Regions from separate parts of the Mus musculus genome. Here all the other regions are linked to region 3. The links are chromatin contacts, called in public HiChIP or PLAC-seq and promoter capture Hi-C maps. All regions are on one chromosome and are shown on one strand. The core of a region is the stretch at or near the end of the contact, and the rest is flanking DNA. Distances in the headings are between cores, read along the strand shown. Region 1 overlaps Nhsl2 (NHS-like 2). Region 2 holds the start of Nhsl2 (NHS-like 2). Region 3 holds the start of Rtl5 (retrotransposon Gag like 5).

What was found. Promoter capture Hi-C pulls out the DNA fragments that hold promoters and counts their contacts. HiChIP or PLAC-seq counts read pairs in DNA pulled down with a chosen protein or histone mark.
Region 1: a contact with region 3 is called in an H3K27ac HiChIP or PLAC-seq map of extraembryonic endoderm stem cells, with 4 times the contacts expected there. The contact joins the enhancer-like site here to the promoter of Rtl5 in region 3. A contact is called at or near these places in 8 of 39 promoter capture datasets (the 3T3-L1 cell line, 3T3-L1-derived adipocytes, the SN4741 cell line and 4 more), 2 of 115 datasets of contacts at active chromatin or transcription factors (extraembryonic endoderm stem cells and kidney) and 2 of 9 other capture datasets (adipose tissue and liver).
Region 2: a promoter capture Hi-C map of embryonic stem cells shows a contact between it and region 3. The contact joins the promoter of Nhsl2 here to the promoter of Rtl5 in region 3. A contact is called at or near these places in 13 of 39 promoter capture datasets (the 3T3-L1 cell line, cranial neural crest, embryonic stem cells and 3 more), 10 of 484 Hi-C or Micro-C datasets (cerebellum, embryonic stem cells, nephron progenitors and 2 more), 2 of 115 datasets of contacts at active chromatin or transcription factors (cardiomyocytes and embryonic stem cells) and 3 of 9 other capture datasets (adipose tissue, embryonic stem cells and macrophages).

What each region holds. Positions count from the first base shown.
Region 1 is chrX:101,907,245-101,910,364 of GRCm38.p6, forward strand. All of the region lies in intron 1 of Nhsl2 (NHS-like 2), which reads left to right. Among named protein-coding and RNA genes, the nearest start is that of Gm25828, 3.9 kb to the right of the region's middle. Within about 2 kb of position 1,322, at least 8 of the 459 cell types and tissues checked have an H3K27ac peak or open chromatin away from gene starts, as enhancers often do. A contact at or near this core is called in extraembryonic endoderm stem cells, where this site is marked.
Region 2 is chrX:101,848,019-101,851,042 of GRCm38.p6, forward strand. It overlaps Nhsl2 (NHS-like 2), which reads left to right and starts at 1,367. Exons shown (of 8, transcript NM_001163610.1): 1 at 1,367-1,829. The coding sequence starts at 1,550.
Region 3 is chrX:102,069,837-102,073,098 of GRCm38.p6, forward strand. Rtl5 (retrotransposon Gag like 5) reads right to left here and starts at 1,471. Exons shown (of 2, transcript NM_001278534.1): 1 at 1-1,471. The coding sequence starts at 1,026. Nhsl2 (NHS-like 2) reads left to right here. Exons shown (of 8, transcript NM_001163610.1): 2 at 1,488-1,643.

The DNA.
Region 1 (3,120 bases), core at 72-2,571, 160 kb before region 3:
AACTTCTGATGTCCTGCCTCCTGCTCCCCTGTGCTGGCATTGTAGGCGTGCACTCTCATGCCTGGCTCTGAGCGGCTTCCCTCTAGTATGTGGTGTATCCTTTCTCGTTTTTTCATAATTCATGCTTTTTTATTGGGAACTGGAAATGTGTAGAAAACTTGTGTGTTCCAGTAACTCTTAGTACTGGTCTCCACACTTCATCCCAGTGTTTCCTCATGATACTTCCTCATTTAGTTCTGACCACATAATTTCCATAATGGTCACTCCCTCAACCAAAGACCAGCAGGAGGTGATCCCAAGGGTGCCCTCACGTGCCCTGGATTCTGACTGAGCTCTTACCCATGGCATAAATTGCTCCCTAACCTGTCTAATCAAACTGTGGGCTTTGTTTTTTGTTGCTGTCGTTTTGTGTTTGTTTTGTTTGCTGCACCAATTCCCTAGATAAGCGTTTGTGGTTTGTTCTGACCCTGTCTCCTATTTTTGTCCAGAAAACTAAATAGTTTTGCTCCATCTCCAAGACATCCACCATCCCCCTATCCATTGCCTTTCATCTCACCTCCCCTCGTTAGGCGCCGATTCCTCCATGGTGGTAGAAATGAAGTCAATTCTTTTTGTGAGTCATTCAAGACTCTCTGTTCTATAGCCTGTTGCTCTCCCTGGGCAAACTCTCTGAGACACGGCTTTGTTTTAAGGTCAAAGCCCCTCTTTCCTCTCAATTTAGAGCTAAGCACTCACCCAAAAGGGAACAGCACTGTTTTGGATCTCCTTGGCTTGCTTTTCCTCATCTAGTACCTGCGCCCCAGAGACCAAGCCAGAGGACTTTTGTACGGTCAGTGGTGGGTGCTCTATCCCACGAGAGGGAGCTGCATGGCAGAAGGGATCCCCGCCTCTTTCAGGCTCCTTTACCTGGAACTAAGCCTGAGCAAGAGGTCACTGAGAATGGGGTGAGAAATGCTCCTTGCTGACTCCTCCTACGAAGATAGCCCTCCCACTGGGAGCTGATGGAGAGGATTCCTGTGTTATCAGGAACAGTCGGGGATGGGTTTTCTGTCCCTTCGTGCTGTGCCGGGAAGGAGGAGGAAGGGAGTAAGCATTCTTTGAACTATCCTAGGCTCAAGGTTCCAATTTAGTGGATTCTCTTCAATGAGTGTGGTTTTCCTCCATTCTTTGTACACTTTTAGGAGGATTTCTAGGGACTCACAGTGTTATAAATGACACTACTTTAGAGGGTGGCTTTAAGGTTCCCAATGCAGATACCCCACATCACAGAAGAATGTTTGTGATGGCTGATGAGCCCTGGTTATCACTGAAGCGGAGAGTTTACATTAGGGCCCCTCCTGGTGTTAATGTGCAGCAGTCTGTGTCGTCTCTTGTCTCACACAGAATGCCTCCACTCCCCTAAACATCCTCTGTGTCTCATCCACTCGTCTTTCTCTCCCCAATAGGACCAGACAAGCCCTGGTATTTCTACTGTCTCTATAGTTTTTTTCTGTTTCTGGATTGTCTTATCAAGGCAGGATAGAAAGCCAGGGAAAATTAAAGAGACATGGAAAAGAAATGAAGAGCATCAATGACTTCAACACAAGTGGCAAAATAAAGATTACCTACAGAGACAGAATTCTCTATGGCTTACACAAGAGCACTAAAACTCAACAAGTAAGCCATGCTTGTTTGGGGCCAGGACATGTGCATCCTTTTAGGTGAGCCAAGGTAGCACTCCTCCTTTGTCCTTAAGCCTGAGCAGTGTGCATTGTAAAGCTGCCTTACAATTTCACTTACGAAAAGCAAATTCTTTAAGAAGACAGGAAACCAACTCATATAGTTTTACTTAATTTTTAAAACTTTCCTTAATTTTTGAACTTGGTTGGAAACTACATCCTCTGATTAATACAACTTCAGAAGCCATAAAAACTTATGTCTGTAAGTAACACTGTTAGTCTTTTCTGAGGCTGGAGCGACAGCTCAGTGATTAAGAGCACTGTTGCACTTCCAGTAGACCTGGGTTTGACTCTCAGCATCCACATGGTGGATCACAATCATGTAGAACTGTAGTTCTGGTGGATCTGATGCCCTCCTCTGGCCTTCAAGGGCACCAAACACACACATGGTACACAGACACATATCACACAAAACAGCCCTACACAATAAATAAATAAATAAATAAATAAATAAATAAATAAATAAATAAATAAATAAATAAATAAATAGATAAATAGATAAATAGATAAATAGATAAATATATAAATAGATAAATAGATAAATAAATAAATATTTTAAAAAATATTGGTCTTTTTTGGTAAAACATTGTAAAACTTGCATTTACAACATTTTCATCTCTTACTTTGTTAGACTTTTAGGCCAGTTTTAACCACCACCACCACCACGCCTGCCCAACCTTGTAAAATCCTTGTTAACAGAAAGCCACCAATGCATTTCAACGTGTCCTAAAGCAGTGACCCTCAGTTTCCTTCATTCATTTCTTTTATACTGATTCTTTTAAAATTAGCCAATCAAGAAAAGCTGTGAGGTCAGAGCCCAGCCAAAGGGGGAAAGCTATGTTCACCACCTGCGTTACAATAAAAAGATCACTTCTTGTCTTGATGCACTTGCTCCTTCAAGTGCTTCCTTTTGATGAAGAGTAAGGTTTGCCTCTTGAGACAATTCAGTTGGATTGGTAGTATCTTTGTGAGCCCCAGTGTTTTTCTAAGATGGCTATTGTTGAGACAGTCAAGGTACCTCATTCTCTCTGTCTCTGTCTCTCTCTTCCTCCCCTCTCTGAATGTCTCAACTTAAATATAAAGCATGCACAATTTCCGTTTCTACTTAATAAAGTCACTAAATTTGCTGTACTCTAACTCATCTCAAGATTCTTTTCTGTGACATAGTGAAGGACAACACTGCTTTACCTGAATAGAATCTGCTAAAAGGGACAACTCCTCGGGCTACGGGGCTGTGTTGTTTTCTGCCTCTGATCATATATACATTACATGGTCTGGAGCCTTCTCAGATTAGCTTTTTTCACTTAGCAATTTGTGCTTATGGTTCTTTCATGTCCTTCTGTAGTTTGGTAAGTCAATTCCTTTTTGTTTGTTTGTGTTTGTTTTATTGTTTGAGCTCAAG
Region 2 (3,024 bases), core at 117-2,616, 220 kb before region 3:
CTCTTTAAATTTACTTTATTATTTTAAGTGTATAAGCATTTGCCTGCATGTAGGTCTGGTGCCCTCAGAGCTGAGAAGAGGGTGTTGGATCCCCTGGAACTGGAGTTACCGAGAGCTGTGAGCTGCCAGGTGGGTGCTGGAAATTGAACCCAAGTCCTCTGGAAGAGCAGCCAGCGTTGCTGTTAATGATTGTACCATCTCTCCAGCCTGCATAGAGCTTTCTTGAACTGTCTAAGGAACAATTAACTTTTCTGAAGCAAAGAATGGAAACAGTCCACATTGTGTTAGTGTGGGCACAAGTGTTTTGTTTAAAAATATTTTGCTAATAGATTCTGTGGGCTTATACTCAACAGAGCATATGTAGGATGAAAAGGAGCACAGCCCAAATGAAAGCAGAGCAGTGGAGAAACCATTGAAAGTTCAGTGTGAGCAGCTTTGGGTGGAAATGTCCCAAGTGCATGCAGACATAGAATACACTAAAGGTACTCTACTTGTCTGAGCACATTTTACCTTCTACAGTTGAGAGAAATCGGGGCTGTCTGCACTGAAAGCACATCTCAGCTCCTGAAACCCCTCTTCTGGGATACTACAGGAGCTCATTGTGCCCCCCAAAGGAAACAGATCGGTGTTCCCTTTTGGCACAAAATGCAAACTGGATCCCTCAATCCCAACGAAATAAGTTACTCCACAAAATGGGTTTGTATTTATTCGCTCTTGCCTTTACAGTTCCACAGTGCTAGGGTCACTTCCCTCCTGGACAGTCAAATAAGATACTTGGTTCTCTCTCCTCTGATTCTAAGGTTCTGGCCGCTAGCTTGCTCAATGGAGACTGGTGCGTGGCAAGGAGTATATTTTAGAAGGAAAACTAGATGCATGAAGCCAGACTTCGTGTCTCTGCTGTGACTCGCTCGTATGTACGCCGGTGTGTCTGCATTGTTCAGTATTTACAAAGAAAGTTAAGTTTAAAAAACAAAGCAGAAAACAACCTTAACCCGGGTTAAGGTACTGGGCCTGAAGCTCCTCAGGAGGACCCGGGCACATTTTGCGCACCGACCATCACAAACACACATTCACACAGACTTCCCTCGGTTAACTCTCAGCTTCTTTCTACTCTTCTTTCCTTTTTTTTTTTTTTTCCTTTTCTTCTCTCCCGGATCAAGCGTTAATCTGCGAATTTTTGACCGCAAAAGAAAGAAAGAAAGAAAGAAAGAAAGAAAGAAAGAAAGAAGAAGAAGAAAGGGGATGGTGGGGGTGGGGTGAGGAGGAATCCCGAAGTAGCTGAGTGAGCTGAGCGAGGGAGGAGGAGAAAGCCAGGGAGGAGGAGCCCAGTGGAGCAGAGTCAGAGGGACTGGTGGCTCCTGCGAGTGTGCAGCCCGCGGGGAGCCGGCGCTGCAGGCTGTGAAGCCGCCTGCCCGCACAGCCGCCCGTGCCTCTCGCTCGCCCGCGCCCGCGTCCCGGGCCCTGCTCCACCAGGACCGCCGCTGCCTCTCAGGATTCCCGAGTGCCACAAGGCTAGCGGACCGGGTCGGTCCCCGCGCCCGCGCCCGGGATGCCGTTCTACCGGCGCACTGTGGTGCCCCAGCGTCTGTGCCCGCGCAACCCTCCGCAGCCGCTGGCTGAGCTCCGCGACGTGAGCCACCTGGCCGCGCTCAGTCTGCTCCGCCAGCTCGCAGACCTCTGCGGCCACTCGCTGGCTCTGCTGGAGGACCTCGAGGGGCACCTGCTGGCTCTGGGGCGCCGCACCGACAGCCTGTACCGGCGCACCGTCCGGCTCCGCCGCCGCCTTCCCTGTCGCCTGCTTGGCCCGGAGGATGATGAAGAATTGCTAGGTAAAAGGCGCGAGGCGCCCGCGACCCTCTCCCACCCGCCTCTGGGGATGTCCCGCTGGGTCTGCCCGTGGCCGCCCCTCAAAGATCGAGGGACACGGCCTCCAGGACGCCCTCCCGCCGTCCGATCCTTCCGGGATCCGCTCGCCCGGTCCCGAGTGGCCCTCTGCTTAGGTCTGGGGGCTGCCGCCACCTCTGGAGTGCTTGGTGGAGAGGGAGGGGATCCGTAGGGTCCTGGGCGGCGCAGACCAAAGAGTCCCGGTGGCTCCGGGAACCGAATGGCCGTGCCTGCGTCTCTCCTGATGGGCCACTTTGGAAATCGCGCCCGAGCTGCCCGCCTGCCTCCCGGGCGGCGGGGGCCGCTGCAGCCAGACCCGTGGGACCTCGTGCCGGACTGCGAACGGGCTTCCCGCGCCCAGCCGTCTCCGAGCTCCCTTCCCGCTCGCTTCTCCCCGCACACTCCGCGTTGCCTCGCTGGGAGTGGCCGGCAGGGGGAGGGGAGACTGCCCAGGGCTTAGCGGATTCCATACCCCAAACCCCCGCCCCAGCCGCTAAGGTCCGGCTGCCCAGATTTGCGGGAGAGAACCATTTAAAGAGACTGTCATCGGTTTTCTTAAAAATGTGCTCGCCAGCCATGCCCGAGAAACGCCAGGTCCCGGGAGTTTCCTTACTGAACACTAGGAACCTGTGAGACTGGAGGCGGGCGGGAGCTCAGGCTCTTTACTACTTTGGATCTCAACACTTTGGATAGGGAGGACCTCTTCTGCAAAAAACGCAGCGTTCCCTTAGAATGTGGGACTTCTCTTAAACGGGGTCGGGGCTGAGTATGTTTAAAAATGCTGAGAGTAGAGGAGGAATGGCAGGTAACAGGGCCAATTGCCACCTAGGGAAGGCTAGGAAGGGGTGTCGGGGGAGCAGTGTGCCAGAAAGTTTCAGAAGGAGGTGGAAGATGGCTACTTGCTGACTTTTGAGGGAGGCCTTGGGAGAGAATTGTCTGGGTCAGCCTTTCTTCCTTGCAGACTCCACCCCTAACAAAATGACAGGAGTCAGAGGTTCTGGCGCCCCTCTTCCTTCATAAAGGTCTCTGTCCTTTGAGGTAGATGGCAGAGGTCACTGCTAGAGAAAAATAAACTGAATCCTTTGAGCAAAGGAAGGTGGAAGACACAGATGACTGCCAGATGGAATGTGGCCACGGGAC
Region 3 (3,262 bases), core at 221-2,720:
ATCCTCATTAGGAATTAGTGCAAAGGGGCAGCAGCTATTTTGAACTCCAGTGAGCGAGGCTGTCTTGGGGACACGCACTTTCCTTTCTATCTTGACACACTCAAGAATCAGCTCATCCAGGTCGGCCACTTCAGTTGACCATAAGAGTTCCTTTCGAAAAATTTCTGACAAGCCTTTGAGAAATTGGTTTTGGAGGCGACAGTCATCCCAAGACAAGAACTGGGCCAAGAACTGAAAAGCATCTGCATAGCTGCCCAGGGTACAGTTTCCCTGCTTGAGCTTGCGTATGGCCTTTTTAGCCACGCGTGAGGGGATGGGGCCACAGAATTCCTTACGGATTTCATCCAGGAAGCGCGGGAAGTTGGCATGCAAGGAGCTTCCTTCCTGAGTGACTGAGATAGCCCAGTCTCTCGCTTCCCCTGTGAAAAAGGAGATGAGAAATGCCACCCGTTCCGCGCCCCCAGGGAAGTGATCCTCGTGATCTGCTATGAAAGTCTCTAGCTGCATCAGAAATTCAGCCAGGTACACTGGGTCGCCTGAAAAGGGTTCTATGTCTGGCCGCTCCAGCGGTGGCAAAAGGAACTCAAAGGTTGGCTCCTTTAACATGGGGGAGTGCAGTTCCGGCTGGGACGGGCTGGGTGACAGAGGAGGGTCACTGGACCCGTCGGGGTTGGTATAGTCCTGGACCACATTAATCAAAAGATCATCTGAGACGTACTCGGGATCTGTGCGTGGAGGAGGCCAGCACAGGAAAGGCACCTCCTCCTCCTCCTCTTCCTCCTCCTCAGGAGTGGGATCAGTCTCATTGAGCAGGAACTCAAAGTTCTCCTCGGCAAGGACCGGTACTATGGGCATGGGCCAGCGGATGTAGCTCGAGACATTGCCCCGCAAGGAATTAACCTCGGCCAAGGCTCTTCCGAGCTGCAGGCCCAGCTGGACATTCTCTCCTCGAAGGGCATTTAACTCCTCTCGCAGGGCCACATTCGCCAAGCGGAGGCTATTGAGATTTCCCGCCGCTTCAGACATTGTGACAAGTTCCTGGGGCTTTGAGTGCTGGGCACTTGGGGGTAGGGAGTTATGGGGAGTGCAGGAGGAGGCAGAAATGAGGAGGTGGGCGTGGGAGGAGACCAACGTGCGGCGACAGGGCGACCCGGCGCAAGCGAGCCCGGGCCACACCCACAGGGGCTCGGTCCGGGACGCGTTACCTCGTGGCAGGGGTCGGAGAGAGAGCAGGCAGCAGCTCGGGACCTGGAGGCGGCAGGCGCAGGAGACAGACGAGACGCTGGCAGAGGTGACGCCAACAGAGGCAGGCAGAGTAGGAGGGAAGGGACTGCGGCAGGATCTGTCGAGGAAAAATCTTGCAGACAGCGATCCCTCTCGCCTTTTAAGCTCAGCTACGCGCGCCCCCCGCAGGGGCGGGCCTTCGGGAACCGAGGGAGCCCACTGGCTCCCGCGGCTGCGCTCTCACTCACTCTCTCCTTCCCTAGCTGCAGCTAACTCGGGTCGGGAAAATGCGACAGCGACTGCCCACTCGAGGTCGTCATGGCGACAGCCAGTGAACGTGTTCCTCTCCTCGGGCAGGCCCCCGAGTGTAGAGGAACTGCTTCGCGAGGCGCAGCTCAATCTCCAGAGCCTGTTGCAAGGTACTGCGAGGGTGGGGGGCTGCCTTAGAGGCAGCTGCGCAGCAGGAGGGAGGCAAAGAAGAAATGGGGAGCAGCAAAAGAAAAGAAAACAGTTCCAAACCATCTCTCTTTTCACCTTCCAGACTGATGATGCTAACATTCTGTTTCCAGTGCTGTTGCTCCCTTCCTCCCTCCCTTTTTGGTTCAGTAGTCCATAAAGGGAGAAAGGATACAGGCTGAGACAGGGTAGTGGTCAAGCAATTCACGGAGAAGGAAATGGGAGACTCCCTCAATGGGGACCCACATTCCTTCCAGCCCTCCTGTTATATAGCCCATGCCTTGGGATGCTGGCACCAGAAAACAAAGGGGTTTCTCCTTACCTGGACTTCACACACTCTGCTCTTGTAATAACCTCCCAACCACAATGAGCTCCTCCATATATCTCTCCAAGCTGAGGATGTAGCTTAGTGGTAGCATGTGCAAGGCCCAAGCTTCTATGTCCAGCACCACAAAAAAAAAAAAAAAGCCATCTCTTGTACCTTTGAGTTTCTCTTACTACTTGAGTTTTTCAGAGACACTGGACACAGGGCTGAATTCCCCCAGGAGGTGCCCAATGGATACGAAATGTACAAAATATCTTGTCAGTTCTTATATCTCCGTGCCAGCATATATTAATCCCAGTGCAGAACAGAAAACATCTGATGGGCCTCCCAAGGGGGATACAGTGGAAACCCCCAGCTCCCCGAAAAGGGCAGTAGTGACCTTAGAGAAGCAAGATGCTAAGAGATAATCATGAGCCCTGTGTCCAACAAGGAAGAGCTACCATGCAAGAGGGGGAGGGGAGTGAATGTGCTAGTTTAGCAAAGGTAGAATTAGGACCAGGAAGCAGAAACTCAGAGAGAGGCAGACCTCCACCTCCAGACAAAGAAAAACTTTTCCAACATGCCCAGGGGCCACAGTTCAAAGGGAAGAGTGCTCTTTGGGTATCTGCCCTGAGACTTAAGAGCACCTGGAAGGGCTTCTGAAGAGGGAATCGGAGCAGAGAGCGCAGACATTGCTGCAGAGAATCAGCCCTGAGAGCAGCCTCAGCACCAGATTCAGAGCACACAGAGCCTGGAATGTCCATTCTGACCTCTCACTTTCTGCATGTCATCTAAGCCATGGCTTTGGTCAGGCCCGTTCACATCTTACACATACTTCCGTCATCATGTGTCCATGAACTTGGCTGTCTTCTATGCCACCACCTTCGGTTTCCTGACTTTTAGCCTCCCTAGACCTGACCCCACCCACAGTGGAACCAGACCTAGAAAACATCAATCGTGAGTTCTTGCGGCCAGGTATGGCGGCACAAGCCTGTATGTAACTCCAGCACTCAAGAGACTGAGGCAGGAGGATCTTGAGTTCTGAAGCCAGCCTGGGCTACATGTAAAACTTTGTCTCAAAGAAAAACAAAGCAAACATAAGTTCTTGCAATCCAAGGCAGGGTTCCAGACTGGACTTCTCAGTGTGGTTCTCTTCCGGCTTCATGCACATTGCTCCTGAGCAGTGCTGGAGAACAGCTGAAGAGCTGCAGAGCCTCAGAGAATGGAACTTTAGCAAAGGATGTCCTAGGTGTGGGCTTCCAGTTGAGCACTTAAGGT